2 separate regions of the Acanthopagrus latus genome follow, and region 2 is linked to region 1. Evidence: chromatin contacts called from public Hi-C data. All regions are on one chromosome and are shown on one strand. The core of a region is the stretch at or near the end of the contact, and the rest is flanking DNA. Distances in the headings are between cores, read along the strand shown. Region 1 holds the start of nlrx1 (NLR family member X1). Region 2 holds the start of nlk2 (serine/threonine-protein kinase NLK).

Region 1 (5,062 bases), core at 2,515-5,014:
CGGGGCCTGATAGCACGTCTGCTAGCCTTAGCATTAGCTCAATATCGTCAGCAGCTTGTATGGAGTTTTGTCCTTGCCAGCCATGTTGCCACTGTAAGGGCTAAACTCCACATGCTATTCATAGGGGACTCCATGACCCGCAACGTTAAGTTACCGTCGCCAGCCACTGTTAACCTGGGGGCAGACCTTCCGACCTAAAAGCTAATCTCAGGGTGCTGGCATCACGCAGGGAGAAACAGGCTACAGCAGCAGTGTAATTCATGCTGGCGCCGACAATATCTGTCTGAAGCAGTCTGAGATCACTCAAGATAGCTTAGTCTGGACTTTTCCGTATTGTATGTATTGTCGCTGGTCCCTTGCCCCAGCAGGGTAACGATAGCAGGCTTACCCGTTGGTGCAACACTGTAGGGAGCCGGTTAAGATTTGTAGATAATTGGCCCTCTTTCTGGGGTGGCCTCCATCCTATAGGAGTCAGTGATGCTGTTTATCTAACAACATAGACAGTGTTGGAAGCAGGTTTGACACTAGGGATGTAGCACTCAGCTGGTCACAGATGATTAGCAAGCATGTTGCAGTCAGTGTTGGCGTGAACTCTGCTAGCCTGGTTAATATGTCTTGTGTGGAAAATAGTGCAGAGTACCAGGCTGATAGCTTAGTTTACAACACTGAGGCTGTCACCATCCCTTGCCACTTTTTCACTGAATTATTCTTTTAAATGTGTAAATCACTATAATCTAATTTTGATACCCACCACTGACAGCGGGGAAATGTCTCAGCAAGCACCCTATACAGGCTCACATAAAAACGTAGCAAAACCAATCACAACTGTATCTTTACCTGCATAGGCCACCAAAGCATACTATTACTTAAAAGGTACCTTGTTCCAGTTAAAACATTACTTACGATAATCTCCACTGAACATCTTAACACTGGAAAATGATGCTCCAATGAGCTTCAAATCCTTAAATTTGGCTTCATTAATATTAGATCACGGTCAACAAAAGCCTTACTGATTAATGATTTGATTATTGAGCGTAAGTTAGACATGATTGGCTTATGTGAAACATGGCTGTAAACATATTTTTCTGCTATTAAATGAATCCTCGCTATAATTACGCCCATGTTGCTCAGGCCTCTAAACAGGGGGAAGGTGTTGACCTAATCTACAAATCTATTTTTAGACAAACCTTCAACCAGGATATTTAATTTACTTCATTTGAGGCTCTGGTTTTAAAACCATCTTCATCAAGTTGTAACAGTCTTGTCCAGGGAACAGGATTTCACCTGGTGGTAATCTACAGACCTCCAGGGCCTTACTCTCAATTCTTAGAAGAATTTGATGAATTTATTGCAGATATTGCTACTCGTCCAGATAAGATTTTAATTATTGTATTATTATATTTCCACTTAAATAAGCCCTCTTACCCTATAAGTAAAGCCTTTCTGGCACTTTGTCATATTTCTGGCTTCATTCATCTGGTTCACGAACCTACTCATTCCAGTGGTATCACTCTGGACTTTCCCATGGATTAGATGTGTCAACCCTGAATGTCACTTCTGTCTCTTCCGCAGGTCAGACAACCTTCTTATCACATTTGAAGCTTCATTAGCCTGTCCTTGCACTTGTGGCACAAATATTTTACTTCCCGTCATATCAGCTGTGCAATCATAGCGACACTATGAAAAATTGCCTGGGGTCTTGGATCATCTTGCAACAGTGACAGAACCTGTGGAAATGTTCACTAATGAAGTTAACTGAGGACCTATTTCTTTCCTAGATTCTGTTGCACCTGTCTCTACCAAGATTATTTTGGCCAAATAAACCTGAATACAGATAAAACTGAGATGCTGGTCATTGGCCCCCACTTGACACAGACGCCACTTTGATCAAGTGATCGTAACTCTTGATAACTGTGTTATTTCTCAAAATGCAATTGTCAGGAATCTTGGTATTACATTTGATTTTACCCTCTCTTTCGATCAGCACATCAAAGAAATGATCTTTCTTTTCTCCTCCTCCTCCTCTCTTTTCCTCTTTTTCAAGCTCCCTTCTGATGGACCACTGCCCCCTGGGACCATCTGCCTCTCCTGCTGCCTCACATACTGATGGATGTGGATCGTCACACTGTGGGCTCCACTGGATCATTGGATCATCCTCTGTTTCACTATCTCCTTATATCTCTATTTCTGTAAAATTTAATGACACTTCACTCTGACCTTCTCTGTTTTACCGCCAACTATCTTGTGTGTCTTGCCCTCTTCCAAGTCACCAGGGTGGACAGGAGCTTGTGTGGCTTGGGCACCACTTGGTGATGCTTTGTCCGGCTCAATCGTCTCCTGGATCCACACACTTTACATATATTGTAATTTGTATCAGATATTCTATCAAAGCAACTTGTAAACTGTGATTTTGTTTTTCTGTGCTGGACATGCAACTTCTATTGTATGTCTGTCTGTCCAGGGAGAGGAATCCTCCTCTGTGGCTCTTTCTTTCTTCCATCTTTTTTTTGGGGGGGGGGCATACTGATAAAACTGGCTTTATTTAATATTGTGTGGTACATTGAACAGTGTCTAAATAGGTACTTTGGCTTGTTAGTGACTTTGCAGGGGTGACATCTAATTTTCAACCATAACTCTTGACTGAACTGTTTTGTTTGAACCAGTGTCACTTGTCAACTAACCTTCCATTTTCACAAACAATTTGGTGGAATAATCTTTTAAAGAATGATCAGATTCTTTGGGGAGTACAGATCATTAGTGACACAAAAGCATTTTCTATTCTATTGGCAAGGTCCGGAGGTATGAGGAATAATAAAGCTAGAAGGACTGCTCTCCCTCATTGCGGACTGTTGAAGGATGGGCAGAAAGCCATGTAGCCATATTGCTATTTTACAGCAATCAGCCAAAGTTACTTTAACGTGCCAGCTAGCGTCACATACAACGTCGCCATTAAGTTAGAAATAGAGTTATCGCAGATAAAACACTTGAAAAAAAAGCCATGTCATTGAAAATAAAACTACAGCTGCTTACCAAAGTATTCATTCGTCCTTGTCTCCGGTCGCTGTGTCCATATTCTGAGGTTAACTAACTGACTTTAATTCATTGTTTTCACTTCTTCGCTGACAGCTATACTCTATGTTCCATGTTATGTTATGTTCCGCTTGCCACTGTTGCTTACTCCTCAGTGAGGAAAGTCGGTATTGGCTGTCCTAAAAGTCGCCAGAAGTCGGTTTTTGACGTCATCACCGAATTTGCATAATTGGCCATGTGAATGCAATTGTAATGGGCGTTAGAGGAGAGAGAAATAAAGGAGAGACAAAAAATAGTTTAAAAAAAAACACTCTAAATATGTCTAAAACTAAAAATGAACTTATTTAAGTGTAGTGATTTATTTTAGAATTACAGCCAGCGGCAGCTTCGCGCATGCGCCATTCACTTGCCGTCTGAACGCCCCCTCTCGCGGTGGCGAGAACGGCTGTGTCCCAATTCAGGGTCTGCACACTTTGAGTGCGAATTTGAAGTGCGATTACGTCACTATGCCGCGGCGAAGGGTGTACCAATTCAAAGTGTTCTCATAATGCACCCCACAGATGCGCACTCCTTTTACCTCTTTTTGGAGTGTGCACTGCTTACTACACTTTGTGGTCTCACATATCCCAAGATTCATTGCGCACCCGAAGAGAGGAAGTATTGGGTCTATACTTTACTCCTTTAAACATCCAACGCCAGATATATTAAACTTAAAGGTAAAATACGTTGGTAATGCTCAGCTTGATGCCTTTGGAAGTAAAATCTTAAAAGCTTCACATTCAAACGTTAGACGTTCAGAGGTTGACTTGTATTTTATATCTAATTGTGACTGTGGAGATGTTAGAGACTCGGTTTACATAAATGGACCAAGATGAACAGATTCAGATCAGGCTGTGATCCCTGCTTTATTTCCAGACTGTAACACTGTAAAGTGTGTATATATATATATATATATATATATATATATATATATATATATATATATATATATATATATATATATATATATAGAGAGAGAGAGAGAGAGAGAGAGAGAGAGAGAGAGAGAGAGAGAGAGGGGGGGGCTGAACGATATATCGTTATCGTATCTATTTCTAGATATGAACATTCAAGATATTAATATCGAAAAAGAAACGATGTAGATTTCCCCGCTCGCCCTGCATGTACAGCTCGGGCAGTCACAACAAACATCATTTTTACGATTGCCCTTGAATGCACCGCTAAGGCCAGCCAACTACAAACCTCATTTCATGCTTGCTGTGGATCGACAGCTGAAGCAAACCAATGACAAACATGAGGGCGGGAGTGAGGGAGACGGAGACGCACACACAGTGTTGCCAACTTGGCAACTTTCTTGCTAGATTTAGTGACTTTTCAGACCCTCTTAGCGACTTTATTTCTGAAAAGCGACTAGTGACAAATTTAGCGACTTATTCAGATCATCAGGGGAAAGACGAGCAATGTATTATATTGTAATTCTCATGCTGCTCAGAGTCATCACAGTCCATGGCTCCTCTGCAGCAGCACCGGGGTCTCTCCCCTCCCGAGCAGCTGTGCAGGCGGCAGGCCGGTGTGTCGGGGGCTGGCTGGGGCAGCAGGAGCGACACCGCGGCCGCTCGCTTTGTGGATTTGAACCCGGATAGCTGCTGTTTACTCTGTTGATCCGTTAATTCTCTGACTTCTTTCTAGATTCCACTGGTACTTTACCGATAACCTGAAGCTGCTGAGTCTCGATCTTCACTTTCACTCTTCTCTCCAGATTAGGATGTCATCGTTCATCTTGTAAAAATGCACATAGTTCGTTTGATCTTCTCCCTCCCTTTACTGTTGTTACTTCAAATATAGATGTACAGTAACAGGCTGAGCAGGAGTCCCTGCTGGGCTGGATGGTGTCAGTGGGACATCATCTGGGTCGGTACTCAGGGTGTTTGGGGGTCCAGTGTCCTCTGTCCATCACAGCGTCCATCAACTGGGTTTGCAGTTCTGACTCCATCCACGGCTGCCATGTCACTGAGAATGATTTAAGAAAGAG
Region 2 (4,807 bases), core at 1,000-3,499, 140 kb before region 1:
TTTAACTTACTTTCTAAATGCTTTGCTGATGCAGCAATTCCTCAGTCAATCTAAATCTGTGCATGAATTTTTGGTACTATTACATTTAGAAAAGATTTAAGTGAAGACTTTGTTCAAATCATGAACAAAACCTAACATCTGCTCTGGCAGGAACAATTACACTACATGAAATGTTCTCAAAATCTATTTCTGAGGGGAACATTACCCTGCCAGCTCAGCAACACCAATGAAAACACTGGTTAATGTTCCTGGGTCTACCAAGAAAACATCAGCTAAATACTAGCTTAACATAAAGAGTGACAAGTGATTCGCAGTGACTGACTGGTGGTGATCATAAATGTATTTGATTATTTTTATTGAAATTACACAGTTGAGCATCCAGAAATGTTTCATAGGGGTGGCCAGATGTGTCCACTTAAGATCTTGGGGTGACACACTAAAACCAAAAGCAATAACTGAATTTCAGGATTTCTATAATGCTTTTTTAGAAGTTGAGTTGAAAAATCTTGCAAAAAGTTAAGGAATTGACTCCAGAATACTTTGGTTTCTTATTCTTTATTTAATGTTCATCCAATTATCTGATGTGCATAGACTAATGCTGGTGCAGTTAACATTTTTAATGTGTGACAACGTGGTGCAAGGACAACAGCCTACTACTCAATGGGGAGAAGACCAAGGAGATGGTGGTGGATTTCCGCCCACAACGTTGCAGGACCTACAACCCTCTCTTGATAGACGGAACACCACTGGAGAGAGTGAGCAGTTTTAAATACATCAGAATACACATTTCCGAGGATTTATCATGGACTGTACACATTGGACACTGTGGTGAAAAAGGCAAGACAGCGCCTTTATCACCTTAGACAGATGAGCAGATTCAAGGTCTCCCAACGGATCCTGTTTTCCTTCTACTCTGCTGCTGTACAGAGTATACTGACTGGAGCCATATTTGTCTGGTACGGTAAAAGCTCCTGTGGGGACCGACGAGCCCTGCAGAGGGTGGTGAGGTCTGCTGAGCGGACCATGGGTACCACACTTCCCCCTCTGCATGACTTAGACACCAACAGAGCCAGAAGGATTATCAAGGATCCCATCACCACTGCAACAAACTGTGACGCCTGCGCTGTCATAGAACACGCACAGAGAGGATGAGGAACAGTTTTTTTTTACCTGTGGCAATCAGAGCCCTGAACTCTGCACTCTGAACATTATATTATTATATTATTATATTCTATTGTATCTTATTTTACTTACACTGCATTATATTTTTATTTGTACTTAAATTGAGCACAGGAGTACAGTACATGTCACAAAAACATTTCACTGCACATTCTGTATGAGTGTGTGACAAATAAAACCTTTGAATCTTGAATCTTGATCTTGAATATTTTGAGTTCCCATTTGAGTGAACCTTTATAACTATGTATCTGTATATATCTGTGTTGAGCAATTAATTGTTTTTCAACAAATAAGCTTTTGCCTAAAAAGAAAACTATACAACTTAATTTTAAGGAGCACATTTATTGTAATGAACAAAACATTTACTGGAAACAAGCCTACTCAAGTTTAAAACAACCACACTAACCTTCAGTTACTTACCAATTTCGTGCCCTGGGCAAGATTTTAACTGGTTCCTCTTGCATGTTAGACAATTTCCATCACACGCCAATTACGTTCATACACTCACAAAGACACTGGATTGCTTAATTTCATTTTTCTTTACCTCAGAAATAAAACAGTATTAACGAAACAATTGCATGAAATCAAATAAAAATACAATACAGATGAGTTATTGCACAGACCATATGATTTATTCTAATCACTTCAATCTTACATAGTTGTGTTTACAATGATATACCGCGCTGGTGTTAAAGTCCAGGCCTGCATTATTATCCAGCCCTGTTAATTACTGCACACAGATATAAACATGTAGCCCGCATAAATACAAACTCATTTATGTCAATAACCTCCACCAGGGGACTCCCCTGGCAATATGATTCTGTAGACCTTTTTCATCCAAACTTACTACCGCTGTTTCCTTCTTCTGACACACACAAGTCTATCAGAACCTGATTGGAGATATTTTATTAAATTGAAGTGAACAGTTTGTTACCACTGTTTCAGTGTGGATATCATTGGACATTTAGAGCAGCTGTCAGCCCTGCTGTCACCCCAGCAGCACGCGCCACTGGCTGCACGCAGTGACAATCAAAGAGATTACCATTACGTCATTGCGGTGCGGTAGCGGATTGGCTGGTCGTCCTGCATAATCTCACCTCCGAGTAGCAAAGGTTTTGTTCACCATGTTGGATAAACTGCTTATTTTATTTGCCTGGTAACCAATAGTTTTATCATGTCAGTGACAACGGAGCGCCGTGGGCCTAAAGCGTAAAGATTCAACCGGGTGGCTTCCTCTTTCTGCGCAGACAGCAGGCAGGTTGACGGACACCGATACGAACGAAAGGAATACTATTTTGATTTGGCGACACGGACACCGATTAGCTAGCTCCAATCTGTCAGGTTGAATACAACTGCCTTCTCTCTGTCGTCTGGCTGCAGGGTACTTTCCCGCATTAAAAGGATTTAACTTTTTGTTTTTACTTCGTTATTTGTTTGTTATTCATCTCTCTGGATGTATGCTAATGAGCAGCGAGAGGACAGTGTAAAACATACTAAAAACAAGGCTGTCGATGGGGGAAATAAATTGTCCGTTAGCCGTCTGTGAGGATTTGTCTTTTGTTTTTTTGAGTCATGTTCGAAGCCTCGTCACTCTGTCAGAATGATGGGGATTTCTTATCAGGAGCGTAGCTCAGTGGATTGGTGTAATATGTGAGTGGAGTGGATGGCCGAGGCCTGGGCCTGCCTGCGTGCGCTGTTGTATTGTGGCCTGGGCTGGGGTACACCTCCTCTGCACCGGATCAGCGGCGTTAATTACAGCACGAAGATTACCCTTATGTACAAAGTAGCCGTCCGGCCTGCGCACGCATCCGAAGGAGGATTCGGTTTGTAATAGATGCGATTTCCAAGTCTTGTGGGGCACCGGTGGTGGGAAGAGCAACGGTGCTGGACCAGAGCTTTAAGCAAACTTGTACACTTTTAAAATATGATTGCGCTGCTTCCGTGACATGCTTTAGATCACACTGTTTTATCAAGACGGGGAAGCTGAACTTCATCAGGAGGAAGGAAGCGCCACCTCTATCATGAGGGAGATCTAGAGCCACCGACTTTTTTTTTTTATTTATTGAAGGGGGGGGCGGGGGGCGGGTTATTTTCTATTAAATACATTTGATTTATCTGTGTAGGTAGTAACACAATTAGGGCTTCACTGATTTTTAAACTCGTGTGGTCATTGCTACATTTTTACATGCTTATGTTAGGATATGTTAATAAGCCCCAGGCTACAGTAGCCTAATGGTGTGGATGCCAACAATAATAATTTAGAGGAAGTGGGTCAGATCCTTGTTGGCATTATGTTAAGGAGGCTCACCAGAGTAGTTACACTCTCCACAGATTCGAAGTAGCTGTTGTTGGATCATCTGACCACCAATCTGTTTCTATATGTGTTCTTAAAGTTTAATTAGTTGTAGTGTTGCAACCTGGTAGCCCTCATCATCACTATTAGAAGCAGGTTCTGAGCAGAGGCATTTCAGCATCATTGAATGGCTCTGTGTGGCGCAACGGCTACAAATGTTACAAAAATGATGGCTGCTTACAACGGGGGGTCCTCAGCAGTGGCTGCCCATCTCCCGCACCACCACCACCAGCTCCAGCACCTTCAGCCTCCCCACATGCACCACCATCACCACGCGGGCCAGCATCTCTTGCAGCATCCGGGCTCCGCTGCCGCCGTTCACACAGTCCAACAACAGACCTCCACGGCTGCTGCTGCGGCGGTGATGCTGAACACCGGCCAGCAGCAGCCCTACTTCCCCTCTCCTGCCCCGGGACAAGCCCCCGGGCCGGCCGCTGCTGCAGCTCCCGCCCAGGTTCAAGCCGCCGCTTCTGTCAAAGCTCACCACCATCACCACCATCACCAGCAGCAGCATCATCAACAGCAACACACGCACCACCTACAACAGCAGCTGGATATAGAGCCTGACAGGCCCATAGGCTATGGAGCATTTGGGGTTGTCTGGTGAGTGTACTGCACTATAATTCCTGAACAGATTACTTGTATTCACGCATATTTTAGCCTATTTTACGAAAAGCTATGCACATACACCTAGACTGTATTGTTGCAGCTTAATTTCAGGCAGGCGCTGTTTCAGTAAATCACTATAGCCTGTATAAAAATGAACTTTTACAGTGGTTGTGGTTGATTTTTTTCCAGATAGATTATTTTTCTTATAATTTTCATTTAATCTAACGTTTCAAATATCTGCATTTGAAACTGCAACATTAGTTGAAAGTAATTCCTACTAATGTAATTTAATGGACAACAATAAAGAGTAAAGCACTTCATGTTTAATGTGATGAATAACTAACTTCCAAAGCTTGGCAAATTGTATTGAGCAATCCTTACATCAGTTCAAACACTGTAACATACTACAGCCTTTTGTTGACAGTGGTCATCTAGTGTATAGAGTGTAAATAACTAGCATAGAAAAAGTTTTCAAGTACAGTGACCACATGTATTATCCAGTAGAACAGGTGAAAGGCACTTAGTATATGTACATTTTTTAAAGCTGAGCTTTACCAATATTTTATTTTTGGAGCCAATACAGTTATCAGGGAGTAAAGCATTCTTATATCAATATATTGGCTGATATAAACACCATTTTTACAATGATCCCTTTAAGATCAACTT

Evidence for each region. Hi-C and Micro-C count contacts between places; a contact is called where the count stands out from the background.
Region 2: a Hi-C map of liver shows a contact between it and region 1, with 2.5 times the contacts expected there. The contact joins the promoter of nlk2 here to the promoter of nlrx1 in region 1. A contact is called at or near these places in 2 of 4 Hi-C or Micro-C datasets (liver and muscle).

The regions. Positions count from the first base shown.
Region 1 is chr2:31,342,844-31,347,905 of fAcaLat1.1, reverse strand. It overlaps nlrx1 (NLR family member X1), which reads right to left and starts at 3,764. Exons shown (of 13, transcript XM_037073543.1): 1 at 3,031-3,764. LOC119005830 (a long non-coding RNA gene) reads left to right here and starts at 1,437. Exons shown (of 2, transcript XR_005070591.1): 1 at 1,437-1,572; 2 at 2,045-2,968.
Region 2 is chr2:31,480,180-31,484,986 of fAcaLat1.1, reverse strand. nlk2 (serine/threonine-protein kinase NLK) reads left to right here and starts at 2,249. Exons shown (of 11, transcript XM_037073572.1): 1 at 2,249-4,135. The coding sequence starts at 3,660.